2 separate regions of the Triticum aestivum genome follow, and region 2 is linked to region 1. Evidence: chromatin contacts called from public Hi-C data. All regions are on one chromosome and are shown on one strand. The core of a region is the stretch at or near the end of the contact, and the rest is flanking DNA. Distances in the headings are between cores, read along the strand shown.

The links. A called contact is a pair of places that touch in the nucleus more often than the background predicts.
Region 2: a contact with region 1 is called in a Hi-C map of leaf, with 5 times the contacts expected there. The contact joins the promoter of LOC123156553 here to the promoter of LOC123157464 in region 1. A contact is called at or near these places in 2 of 5 Hi-C or Micro-C datasets (both in leaf).

The regions. Positions count from the first base shown.
Region 1 is chr7B:30,610,015-30,617,507 of IWGSC CS RefSeq v2.1, forward strand. It overlaps LOC123157464 (pre-mRNA-processing-splicing factor 8A), which reads right to left and starts at 4,132. Exons shown (of 13, transcript XM_044575751.1): 1 at 3,751-4,132; 2 at 3,039-3,162; 3 at 2,843-2,935; 4 at 2,320-2,710; 5 at 1,516-2,005; 6 at 1-1,428. The coding sequence starts at 4,043.
Region 2 is chr7B:30,783,919-30,791,018 of IWGSC CS RefSeq v2.1, forward strand. It overlaps LOC123156553 (AP-1 complex subunit gamma-2), which reads left to right and starts at 5,225. Exons shown (of 19, transcript XM_044574706.1): 1 at 5,225-5,452; 2 at 5,535-5,837; 3 at 5,950-6,091; 4 at 6,595-6,768. The coding sequence starts at 5,409.

The DNA of each region.
Region 1 (7,493 bases), core at 2,882-5,381:
ATTTCATATACCGGGATCAGGTAGCTGTACAGATCCATAAACTCAATACCAACTTCTTTAAAAGCACGCTGAGTAAGAAGATGTCGTTTTATCCTTGACAAAGCTTCATGTGGATTATCATATGCTTGCTCTATTAAACCCAGTTCCTCTCGCTGCAGTTGATTTAATCTTACTGCCACACTGTATGACTCTTTTAGCCTTTCCAGTGCCAATATAAGAAGTTTGGTATCATGCTTGTATGAGAGTGGGGGAAAAGGAATTGGTGAGAACTTCCTTGACTCCAGCCAATGGACCGTGGTTGTATAAATAGCAACTGCTTCTTCAGGCGTCACATATGGCCCATCTTTCAAGTAGTTGTGTTGCCTCTCTTGTTCTGCCTTCAGCCACAAACGAGTCAACCTTCCAAGATTTTTGCGGCAGACAGTCTTGTCAACGGTAGCACCACGCCGGATACGCTCACGGTTGTAGTGAGCGACATTTGTCCACCAATCAGCCTTGGACTTCACATAACGGAGTATCATGTTCTCAATAGGAACTGGCAGGCCAGGGACCTTCCAGGGGATATTTGCCTTCCAGCAGCGCCATGCCTCACTAAGATGCTGCAGTATAGTCCGGGCCTTGTTTTGCTTGATGCCCTCTGGCATAGCATCAAGGACATCATGCATAACTGCAGCTCGAAGTTCCAAATCAAAGTGAGACTCGACACGTTGCTTGGTTACTGTTTTAGCAACTCCTTTTGAATGGCGACCTTCAAACTGCCTGGCCAACAAATTACCTAGCCACCTTTCAAGCAAGGGCACAATACCACGAAGGAAGAATAGCCACACTCTCCACATTGGAGCCCAAAAACCACAGCCAGGTCCTTTTCCAACAGGACCAGTGTTGAAACGGTAGTATATCAAGTGCTTCAGATCTTTGCACATCCTAATTTGCCGCATCAGGCGATACTTGTATCTGTACATACCGGTCAACTGACCAACATGAGAGAATATGTATTGCAGACCATCAGCCAACTGAAAGGCATCAACATTTCCCAAGCGAAATTGGATGTTTGCATCAACAACCAGCTTCGTAAGTCGCAGAATCTCACGACACAAGTGGAAAGCATTTCCAAAACGAGATTTCTTTCTCTCTTTTGTTGTGAGTGTCTTCACAGGCTTCAAATTGAAATTGTAGTCCAAGTGAAGATAGTTCAGATTCTTCCTGTGAATCAACAAGTTAAGCATGTTGTAGCCCTGCTTGCAAACTTGCAACCCAGCTTCTGCCCAATCAAGCTCTGTACTTTGGAAGAACTTCGTTGCTTGCAGTGAACGGAACAGATGTTTCTTCTTCTGTGCTTTTGGAGGCCTGTGATGTAGCTCATTGAGCACATAGCACTTCAGCAGCTTCTGGTAGCTCACCCGGACCTTAACTGGATACGCTGGTGGACTGCAAAACAGACAACATGAGACAAAACTATACCAACGAAGAAAATATGGAAAGAGATTGTTATTTGTTAACTCGTGTAGTACTTACCAGTGCTCTTTGAACCACTCAGATACAAGAGGGATATCCTCAGCACGGCGTGTTCTACCAGATCTCATGTTAAAAGGCCTTGGAGCAAAAAGCAATGAAATGCCGGCAGCTGTTGTGTCAGTGTAAAGTGGAAATCGGTTCAAAAGAGGCTCCACACCCTCAGGGAGACTAAAGTCATCTTCGTCGTCACCTTCACTTGCTTTCTTCTCCCGACGATCAACCTTGCTGGTTGAAGTGATCGGATTTATCAGAGGATCATAATAAAATGCAGGCAGATCTGGATCCTCCGTCTTGATATACATTATCATAGGAGTATGATATATGCAAAGTCTCACTTTCCTTGGCCTGTTATTGTACAGGTGCGGGAACGCAATTCTGTACTCGGTCCGAAGTGGTTGACGGATGATGAGTTTATTGATGTCATTAAATTCATTCCAGTCCTCATCCCCCTTCTCCATATCACGGTACAATGGCTCAAACTTTGGACCTCCTGAAATTGAAAATTTTAACATCAGTGATAAGAAAACATATGATGTACACCAAATATACCAATGTGTTGCCTCTTTTGATAAAGCATAAGAAAATACATTTAGGAAAATACAAGCACTGGTCGCTTATGTTTTCATTATGTTTTCATAATAATTTTCATAAAACATTGGCAGTATTCAGATACCAGGTGGGAAATTGTTTTATTTAATCATCAAATCAAAAGCTATAAGCATTAGGCTAATCAATGTTTTGTGGTAATATTTTTTAACTTGCGACATCAAACTTGCTTACAAAACAAAAGGTAAATCTTGTTACCTGGGATGCACATGTTAAGTGCTTTGGCAGTAAAGAAAGACTCCATGTCAAACAAATAGAAATAATTCCGATCAGTCAAGTCTGACAAAAGTTGACCAGCAAGGCGATAAAGTGTTGCCATTATGGGAAGAGACAGATTCCACTTCCTATAGCTGGGACCATTTATAAAATTGGTCTTCACGAGGGGATTGTGATCATAAAACCAGTTATACACAGCTCCATCTTCCTCTGGATCCAACTCCAGTTGTATAGCCTCCAGTGGTTCAACGTCCAACAAATTATCAGCGTAATCCAGTGGAGGTTCCTCGTCATCAAATGGAGGAAAGCGCATTCTCTTGAAATGCCGCCTATCTCTCTTCTCCCTTCGCATCATGATCCACATAGAGCCCCACTGCAGAAAAACACATGACAAAGAGATATATTGTAAGCATATCTAGACACACATGACATGGCATAAGAGATAAATGGGACAAAAAAGAATAATGTGGCAATAATGGAAGAAGAATCAAGTCTAGATCATTACCTGCGCCAAGTAAATGGGCTCAACTACCCATGGGATCTCGTTTACGAAGGTTATGGCGCCAGTGATATGGTACAAGATCTTAACATCGCGAACCTGAAAACAGGAGTTATTTTAGTCTATGGACATGGAACAGCTAACCTCAGCAACCATAAGATTATCAGTGTTCATATCAAAAAGTCGCAACTAAAGGGCTTACTTGTTCCCAGGGCATCGGCATATTCTCCAGTAGTTTGTAAACAGCATGAGGCACAAATTTGAGTGCTCCAAGATAAACACGTTTGTCATGCCTGTACTTCTTCGAAGACATGTCCCCATGGTCCCTGTTCAAAAAGACAGATGCATAAATTTACTGAAACATATAGGCAGATCCCCAATCTAGACCACATGAAGGTTTACCAATGCTGAGCTACAGCAACTAGCACATCAACAGTTCAACATATCTAGAATCCTGACTCCTGCAACCGACAGTTGAGCCACTAGCAAATTAACATGTTCACCATAACTATGAGGATAGAATACAAAATAATATCGTGAATCATAATTTCAAATCCAGAGCAAGAGGCAGCAAACGCATGCCTGATTCCAGTGACAAATCGTAAGCAGGAAACACAACGAGCACATGATGCAGCGCAGAAAATAACATGGGTAAATCAAAACCTAAACCCTATCGAATCGCAGTTACAACCATAAACCTACACCAAACATCAAACACCATGCTCGCACAACCACTGACTTAGTCGAGACGCGTATCACATCCACGCCACTAGTTCAACGCGACACACAGCTACGGAACGACCTAAGACCACAAGCAACTAAGCATCACAGGCCGCCATGAGCGCCAAAGGCCCCGAAACCTAGCCGCGGGCGGTAGAGGAAAGCCCGAAGGCGCGGATCTGGAGGTTCCATACCTGATGATTTTGCGGACGTGCTCGGGGGGCATGTCCTCCTTCTGCGCCTCGACGAAGCCGAACTTGCGCTTGTCGCCGTAGCGCTTGGAGTTGAGCTGGTGCCACTTGCGGGCTTTTTCGACGAGCTGCGCCTCGAGCTCCGCCGGGGTGAGCGGCTGGCCGGCCTGCGGGGGCGCGGCGGCCGGCGGGGGAGGGGGCGGGGGCAGGCCCGCGCCGGCCGTGCCCGGGGGAGGGGGCGCGGCCGCCATGGGCGGCAGCGGCGGCAGCGGCGGCGGCGGCCCGCCGTTCCACATCGGGCGGCGGTGGCGGCCTCCGCTGCTGCTGCGAGGGTTTTGAGTCTCGAACGAGACGGGTTGGGGTTCGACTTCCAGAGGTGTCGGGATTAGAGTGAATGAAAGGGGAAAAGGAAGGGGAGAGGGGGAAACCGAAGGCGCTGGCGATGCGTCGGATATTTTTATAGGTGGGCTTGGCTGCGGGCTATGGCGGTGTGGCGGGGAGATTCGAGCCGACTTTGGTGCCATTGGGCCGGGCTTTGGTTCTCAAGTCGGCTGTGTGATGGGCTACACTGCGTCTCTTATTCACACTTTTTTCTTCCTCTCATTCCCCTGAAATAAATAAAAAATCTTCTTTTCTCAAAAAAAGAAACTTCTTCTCACGTCGGCTATCCTGAAAAAAAAGGGTCGGCTGTGTGATGGGGGGTCTCTTATCCACTCAGAAAAATATGTTTCGGACCTTTATAAGGTTTTTTCAGTATCACAGAAATATTTTATACGGGAGCAATTCGTTTAGTAGGATACGATGTATTTCATTGGCTTCAAAATATAAGGTGTGGTATTAACTTTTCTTAAGGACAAACTTGTCTTGCTTTGACCATGTCTATAGACAAAAATATCAATGTCTACAATACAAAATCATTATCATTATATTTTTCATGAAATATATTTTCATATTTTATTTATTTGATATTGTAATGTTGATATACTTCTTTTTGAACACTTAAATGTTGATATACTCGTACTTATTTGACTATTCAAAAAACTAATGCTTTTTGAAAAGGAGGGAGTATTTAAAAGTCTAGTTTCCTATTTACAGATTGGCCATCTCGTGCATTGATTTTTTGTTCAACGAAAATTGATAGTTACATATTTTCAAAATTTAAGGATGGTTATAGTTTTGCAATGTTTGGAAAGATAGTTGCACACTTTCTAAACATAGGGTTCCACGCAATTTTGCTGTTCAACCAAAAGCCCCACGGTGTGTAGCTTTTCTTTTTTCCTAAAAGGCCTCAGGCCACATATTAAGTTTCATAAGTCCTTACAAACACATCCTTGCAGAAAAAATAGAAATACATTCAAAATCTCAAGGGGGCTGAAGTCTTCTTCCTCTGACATCCCTCGGTAGCGCGTCATGAGAATAGCTCAATGTCGCCACCGACTAATATTTTTGGTTGAAATGGAAAAATGCATTCCTTTTATTGATGTTCATTAAAGACTAGAGTATATAATTAAGGACTTGAGAAAGCTATACATGCATGCTTTTTTTTCTTTCTTTTTTTTGCGAAGCTATACGTGCATGCTTCATCAAATAGATTTCTTTTATTGATGCTCGATGAAGTACTAGCACCATACTTATGGCCAGACCTTTTGAGCTCCGACTTGTGCATAAGCTACAGCGGAAATAAGTCTTTGAGAAGCCGCGGTAGAAATAAGCCCTCCATAATAAGTCATCTACTTCCTCTGTTCCTAATAAGTGTTGTGGTTTTAGTTCAATTTTGGAACGGACGAAGTTGTTATTTTCAAAAAAAAGATGCATTTAGCTTATTTTCTAATACATCCAATAAAAAATTGTAATACCCCTAGACCATAAATGCTCTGATTAAATGGCACCCCCTGCGATTCAAATTAATTGACACAGCTTCAGTACAACTTTATATTAAAGTTGGGTCAATTAATTTGGATCAGAGGGAGTACTATATTGATTTTCAACTGTGTCTGGAAGCGATAATACAAATTCTTGTTTCTGCACAGCATATATTATGCACTCCACTTGATGCAGCTTTCATTAAGACATTTGTTGTTCACATGGTCCATGCTTTCGCCCGTTACAAAAAAAGCATGTCGAAGGTCACCTTTTTCTTGTGATTTAATTATTTGAAACACACTATCTGCCCCTATCAAACGGGTCATCCTGAAAATGGATTTAGTTCCTGTAGTCAAACCAACAAACATGTAAAGAGCACCAATTACACAACTACATCTATCCTAATTACATACCAAAAATCTTCAAAATTGTTTATGTTATGTTTCTCTGAATTCTTCTTTACCTTTTGTTTTTCAAGAAAAAAAATTCTTCTTTTGTTGTTCTTTTGGTTTCTTTTTGTTGTTCATGTTGGCTTTTCTTTGGAGTTTCTTCATCGCCACCTTCGTCTTTGTATTTGAGTCGCTAAAACTAGAAATTCCCCCCAAAAAAATCTTGTTTGCGTCTTTTTGAGTCAAGAAAATAATATGTTTGGATCTTATGTGTTTTATTGTCGAACTAATGAAAGGGCCAAGAATGTTTCCATTGTCTTCTTTCGTTTGTATAGTTGTCAGGTTGTTTCCAGCTTCAGCCATGACGATACTTGCGTTGTATTACGATTATCCATGTTATGCAAGTTGCAGGAGTGACAGGGCAATAATGACGAATGTGTGATGAAGTGGTTGCGGTGAAGAAAACTTGTATGGTCATGTTTTGTTGGTTTTTGTATAAATGTTTAACTCCACGATTGCTTTGCAAGTGTTTTATGGTAGTCATCTCGTGCATAACAAAAATCTAGTGATTCATGCTTTCTCATGTTGAGTTCCAATTGAACTAGGAGCATTTATAATGAGGTACATTGGATGTTAACATGCATTAAATTGTTGCATAATGTGGTATGACAACATGGTATTCTCCTTTGAAGAATTCAAGTGGCTTGACTTGGCGCATGTTTACGCATGATTGATTGAATTCCCTTTCAGCCTTGAAGGTCTTGTGTATTTAGAGTATTGTATCATGTCCATGTTACCACTTAATGCTTGCTTATTCAGAATACATGATTGTGATAAATATCCTCTCTAGTGTGATGCTTCCCAGTCCATTGCTAGCCTCCACAAGTACTAAGCGGGATACTGCTTGTGTATCTAAAATCTTTATCCAAGTTTATGCCATCAAGAGTCCACTATACCAAACTAACATGGTATTTCATTGTCATTCCAGGTAAATTTTCATGTGCTAGTCTTATGCTTTAAACGTCGTCTATTGTGTGTTAATGCCCACAGCTCATGCGATGCAGTAAAGAGCATTGTTATCTTCCATGCTAAAAAATGTTTGTCGTTCTTTTTCTCCCAATAAGCATGGATAATGTGCTCATTTAAATTTGCAAGAGAGTTGTGTTGGGGAACATAGTAATTCAAAAAATTTCCTACGATCACGCAAGATCTATCTAGGAGATGCATAACAACGAGACGCGAGAGTGTGTCCACGTACCCTCATAGACCGAAAAGCGAAAGTGCTTAGTAACGCGGTTGATGTAGTCGAACGTCTTCACAATCCAACCGATCCAAGTACCGAATGTACGGCACCTCCGTGTTCAGCACACATTCAGCATGATGACGTCCCTCGAGCTCTTGATCCAGTAGAGGGTCGAGGGAGAGTTCCGTCAGCACGACGATGTGGCGACGATGATGATGAAGTTACTTGCGCAGGGCTTCGCCTAAGCACTA
Region 2 (7,100 bases), core at 3,975-6,474, 170 kb after region 1:
TTGGTGGTGCCATGAGGTTTGAGAGTTTTCTGTCCTCGCATATTCGATTATTCGAATCTGATGAGTTTATGTTGCTGTGTCAAGCTTTTTTTGTTGGTCTGATTCTTTGTTGAGGTGAAATCTTGTATCGACACCACGGTGAAGATATAACGATTCGGTGGCCTGCACTTCTAGGGGATCATCCTCGGCCCAAGTATGCTCATCGATCAAGGCTTCCCGTCTTTTTGGATGGGCGACTCAAGGCGCTTTCGAAAACCATTATTGGTAATGTTTGTGTGGGTGAAAGAGTGACAACACCGTTGCTCCAGTCCAATTGCAGCTTCTTTACCAAAGTCTCTGGAGTATTTCTTCGAGCAGAGATTGATACCGCGAAGAAGGTGATTTCAAGAGATTTCATTGCAATTCTTAGTCATAGGAGTTACTTTGTATTTTCTTCGATCTTAGGTCCAAATCAATATACCTGTAATTGTTATGAGTATGAATAAAATTACAGGTGTTTCTAAAAAAATATATTTCAGTATCTATGGCATGCTGGTCTACATCTAGTTTAACATTATTTTTGCAAGAATACATGAAAAACATTTTCTTGAACATGTATCTTGCCACTTGAAAAGGTGTAAAAAACAATAGAGTAAAACATGTAATGATGCACGTACTTCACAAAAAAGGTAGTCGATTTTGCTAAATTTAAGTTGACTAGGAATTTCTTAAGTGAGAAAGTGCAAAATATACTTCCTACAGTAAGATAAAGTTTCACTTTCTTAAGTCATTTGTAACTTAAGAAAATCTATGCCGATTTTTTGAACGGTCGAGTTTTCCCACCTGAATAAATTACCACTCAAATGGTCATAATGCCAAGAGACTGATCCAGTTTATAAGGAAAAATGGATCGAAAACCTGAACAAGTTGGCCCGTTTACGAGGGAAACCGGGCCATAAACCGCACAAATAACAAGGTAAAAGAAGATGAGAAAAAAGACACATGGATGAACCCCAAAAGATGGATTAGCAATTCATGTGTACCCACATTATATACGTGCAACTTTATCTATCTTTCACATAAAGATGAAAAAAAATCATACTCCTGTAAAGCATGGAATTACATGTTTGAAAGTGCATGATTAAGTTAGTCCCTCCATTCCTAAATATAGGGTGTATAGTTTTTGACACGAAAATTAAAGAACGCATGTGGAGGGAAGTTTTCACAAGTTTTGGTCGAGATTACACTTGACTAATTGGCATGAGAAAATAGAGGAACTTGCCTTATATAAGAAAATGTAATCAAATCCCAAAAAAAATATCCAAACTAGTGGTGCAACGCAATACACGTTATATTTCGGGTTTTTTCTTAAAAATTTATACACTTTATATCAAGAAATGGAGGGAGTATATTCTATGGATGGATGGGACTCTCACCCTTTTTTCGGATTACAAAGGTACAATTTCATATCAACTTCAAGCAATCCGGTTGCGTCCGATAAAACGTTGCAAAGGCCGGTCTGCAGGTAGCTCGGAATCATCCCTGCCGAGCCAGCGTCGCGATCGGTGTTATCAGGCGCATTTTAATTGCCACCATCGTAAGCAACGTTGTATCTCACCGTATTCAATGGATAGGCCCCAAGTTGCTAACAGGTACCGAACTTGGCGAAGCAGCATCCATCCCTCCAATCTGGGCATTTGCGCGTGGGCCATCGGTTTGGACTAGTGACATGATGGACCATCAATTTTTGCATGCAGGCCTGCAGGTTTTGACTGTCATGAAGGGAGAAGATTACTTAAAGATCCTGGGTTATTGGCACTATAATTACGGATCTACAACCAATAGATTGTTAACTAATAGTTTAGGGTTTGGAGATCAGCCATGTGAAAATAGAGAAACGCTTAGAAGGAAAGCAGTTTTTTTTTCTTGGGAATGTTCAGGCTTGTTAATGTCGAACTGGAAAATGCAGTATATTTTTTGCTCACTAGTTCGTGAGTTTGATAGTATTTTTAAAAATCATAGGTGCACAGTTACAGAAAACAAAAGAGAAGGGGCCTACACATAATTGTATCATCACCCGTAGGTAAAGAGTGGATCTAGAGCTTCGTACGTGACGTCTAATGAGCAGTACTCTTAATTAACTTGGTTAGTTTGCTCAAAATCTAAAACGTAACAGTGCACTAATTGATATAGTCATTAAAAAAAGAAATATGATGACTGCACAGGTCGGAAAGCTCGCCCAGGATAGCATAGTTCACTCTAATTATGGAGATTACTTAAAGATCTTGGGTTATTAGCACTCTAATTACGGATCTACGGACAATAGTTTGTTCAAAAATAGTTTAGGGTTTGAACCATTTGTTTGGAGATTATCAATGTGAAAATAGAGAAACGCTTACAAGGAAAGCAAGTATAATTTTTCTTGAACATAGTCACGCGTGTTAATTTTGAACTGAAAATGCAGTATATATTTTTTCGAAACGGAAATGCAGTATACTTTTGCTCACTAATTCAACGAGTTTGATGTATCATAGGCCGCACAGTTAGAAAAAACAGAAGAGAGGGGCCCTACCGCTATTTATATCATCATCAAGTGGGAAAGAGAGGATCTAGAGCTTCGTGCGTGATGCCTGATGCCTAATGAGCAATACTTTTACTTACACTAAATGATACCCCGCATGAATTGTTGCGGGAATATTTTGCAACATATCTTAATGTGATTCATTGTATAAAACATATATAAAAGGATAAAATTGAAACTATATATAATTTATTATGTTTGATCACTATATAGTTGTAAAATGTTTATTAAACATAAATAAAATAATAGAATAGAAATTCGCATGTTGATATAGGTCTTTTTTATGCATGTTTCATGATGAAGTGGCATGCTTGCATGTTACTCCCTCCGTTTTTAAATATTTGTTTTTCTAGAGATTTCAACAAGTGACTACATAGAAGCAAAATGAGTGAATCTACATTCTAAAATATGTCTATATACATCCGTGTAGTCTATTTGAAATCTCTAAGAAGACAAATATTTAGGAAGGGGGAGTACAAGTCATATGGTAGTGAGTGTGGGTCTTTTCTCGTGCATGTTGCGTGATGATGTGGCATGCTTGCATGTTGAGAGACATAGTTAGTGAGGGCTAGCTATTTAGATATAGAAAATTAGTTAGTTTGCTCAAAATCTAACACGTAACAGTACACTAATTAGAGGATTTGTCATTGAAAAAAGAAATACGCTGACTGCACATGTCTGGAAATCGCCAGGATTTCCTCCAACAGGCAGCAACGGGCGAGACGCCTAGTCTAATATAAAATTGATACTGTTCGCTGCCTGCAACAGGTCCGTGTTAAATTCATGCCGTATTGATTCAGAGTAGTCAAGTCACCGCTCCACCACGCGCAGCAAACAGCATCGTTGCATTCACTCGAGCTGACAATGGGCAAAGGACATACGCTTTGCACTATTCCCGTACCTGTATATTGCGAGGTATATCTAGAAAAAGCCTGCCAGGAGTGAATCGCGAAGCATATTCCCACGAGGTGGATAACGAGCTACCTGACGCTCGGCCTCTGCGACGCCACACTCGGTTGCGTCGTGCTTTTAGAGCAGCAAAATTTGGATTTGTAGTATGTGTCAAGAAAGAGTAATATGCATCTACGGACATGTGATGACAATAGCACTGCAATATTGAGAGTTGGAGTTCGCGCTTTGTGTTGAGTTTGGCTTGTTTGGGCATGTGAGTTTGGCTTGTGGTGGCCAAGTTTGTATCAGTTTTTGCCCCCCTTTTCACTAATTAATTAGGTAACTAATTTCTTCTTAATTAATGTGACTGCATTTTTTTATGAAGACATTTTGACTGCATTTCCATTCCGAGAGAAAATACTATCCACAAACATTTTGTTATGGGTGGAACCTATGTCTGTTTTTAGGGATGAAAATGGAGTGAAAACTTTTCGCTTTTCCGGAGGAAAAATGTAAACGGAGGGCAAATACGAAAACGAAAAAGGAATTTTGCAATGGAAGTGGAAATGGATTGTTTTACGCTAAAACGGAAACAAAAACGGAACGGTGTTTTCCGGTGGAACAAGTTTGGAAACGGAACTTTTCGTTTCCGTGAATATGGAATTTCCATTTTTACTATAGACCTATGGCTGCTTTGTAGCCCAACCATCAAACAACACAGAATGACATAATGAGTAGAATGGATCATTTGAGGCACAACTTCAACTAACACACATGTACTGAGTTTGACCCTATATGCAGTTGTCCAGTACTACTACAATACTATGCTAAGTTGCTAACATAATTATATTATTTTATAGCCATGTTAATAATTCATTGAATTTGCTTGTTTTTGTGTGTATTTCTCTATGATTCAAGGGGTTGTTATGTTCCGATCAATGCCCATTTTTGATTTTGTGTCTGCTTTGTATTTGCTCCGTGTCTGTTTTTGGTAATATCTTTCTTCGTATTCATTTTCAGGGTTTTTATATTTTTTGACGCTTATCCAAAAATATATGAAAACAAATGGGGTAGCACTCAATTCCGTCCTCCGTTCCATTTTCATCCCTAGCTGTTTTTTATGCTGCATTTGGATTTATATACTATTACTATGTCTCAAAAAAATAATTGTCCACCAAGTGACCGCAAAAACCAAGCAAGTGGGTATTTGTTAGTGAATGAATAAATAAATCAAGCGTGATGCTGAGCACTAACACTAGGAATTTAGTGGTCACTGAGATCAGCACGGCGAGATTAGATCCCAAAATGCCCAACTATTCCCCACATGGACTAAGGGTGTGTTCGCTTCACAGGATTTCTTGCCTTTCCAGAGGAATATTCATTTCATAGTTTTTATTTCCTTGGATGGCGTTCGGATCAAAGGAATTAGCTACAGTGTTCCTGCGGAAAGGTGCGTCAACAGTGCCCATTTCACAGGAATGCAAAAATCTAGTCTAGCCTCTTTTTTGGGCGGAGGCCCGAGGCAACACAGTACAAGCAGAGTACAAGGCGAATATAAAAACGAGCATGCAGTGATTAGACACCTCTGTGGCACAATAAATATCTAATTTTATTGCATTAGTAGTACGACTCATCTCCAATGATTTCCTTTGAACCGAACACATCACCTTCTCTTATTCCACTGTTTCGCGAACTGCAGGATTACACTATACAACAAACTCTGTTCCTGCACATTTTCATGTCCCTCTGATTTCTTCACCCGTGTACCGAACGGGGCCTAAAATAACAAAACCAAGGGGCATCTTCGCAATTCGCACCACCGGTCCACCGCCCACGTCCAGATCCACCCGGCCGTCGCCGCGGTCTTCCTCCTCCGCCCCGCCCCGGCCCCCGACGGCGAGACTCCCCTCCCCCCGCGCCCCCGGACCCCGTCGAGAGGATCGTCGAGGACGTCGCCATGGACCTCTCCCTCAACCCCTTCTCCTCCGGCACGCGCCTCCGGTGAGCCTCCTCGATCGCGCCCGCCCAGCCCCCCGCTCAGATCCATCGCGTCGTGTGACCTTGCCCCATGGCGTCTCTGCAGGGACATGATACGCGCGATACGCGCCTCCAAGACGGCCGCCGAGGAGCGCGCGGTGGTGCGGCGCGAGTGCGCGGCCATCAGGGCGGCCATCAGCGAGAACGACCAGGACTACCGCCACCGCAACATGGCCAAGCTCATGTTCATCCACATGCTCGGCTACCCCACGCATTTCGGCCAGATGGAGTGCCTCAAGCTCATCGCCGCCTCGGGCTTCCCCGAGAAGCGCATCGGCTACCTCGGCCTCACGCTGCTGCTCGACGAGCGGCAGGAGGTCCTCATGCTCGTCACCAACTCCCTCAAGCAGTATCCGACTCGCCCGCCTATGCTTACTTACATTTGCCGCTGCTTGTTTGTCGATATTGTTTTGCAATGCCATGCTGATCTTTGAGTAATTGCTAGTACTTAACGTGGGCAGAGATCTTAACCACTCCAACCAGTTCATTGTGGGCCTTGCGCTCTGTGCCCTGGGGAACATTTGTTCTGCCGAAATGGCGCGTGACCTGGCGCCCGAGGTGGAGAGGCTGTTGCAAACTAGGGACGCAAACACAAAGAAGAAGGTGCTCATCTTTTTTATCATGATACTTTAGTCCCTTCTGAAGACTGTTTTGAGCACCATGGCAGTAGTCTGATACTAGTTATTATTTGTATGCTTCAAACCTGCAATGATCCTTCCATCATACTCCCCCCGTCCGGAAATACTTATCGGAGAAATGGGCAAAAATGGATGTATCTCGAACTAAAATACGTCTAGATACACTCATTTCTCCGGTAAGTATTTTCGGACGGAGGGAGATGTCCTAGGCTCCTAGCATAAGAACTGCAAAAGCCTACATGATAGTGTACCTGTATGCTATAGGTAGTTTAGCATCAGTAATTTTGCGCTCAAACCCCAACTCGTTACTTCTGGGGTGTTCTAATCAACACTATCATTTTTTCGAAGCTTACATTCTGCGCATTTCTTGTCTTTGTTTTCATTCTGCGTAGGTGTTGCTCGTTTGGGTAGTCTTAGAATATGTTTTGTGGAGAACTAGTATTGATTGTATAACACTCCTGTTTGTAGGCTGCCTTGTGCTCTATACGGATTGTAAGAAAAGTTCCAGATTTGGCAGAGAACTTCATGGGTTCTGCTGCATCATTACTCAAGGAAAAACATCACGGGGTTCTGATATCTGTTGTCCAGCTCTGTACAGAACTCTGTAAAGCAAGCAGAGAAGCATTGGAGTACTTGAGAAAGGTAACAGTGCTATTTTATGGACCATAGCGGAAACCATTAGCATCGGTCCCAGTCCCTGCTCCTTCAGATCGTTCATTCGGTGATGCATTGACGCAACAATGTCATTTTACATCATTGCTATAATATTTTCATCATTATTTGGTAAATGTTCGTTTCCAATGTTGTGTTCATCAAAAGAAGCAAAGACTTTTTTGTGTTCTTGTCTATAACTATACTCATAAAATTCTTGTTAGATTGTACTCCCTCCGTATCAAAAAGACGTTTTTGTAGGCCAGTTTAGCCTACAAAATGTCTTATATTTTGGTCCAGAGTAGTACATGCAAGACTATTGC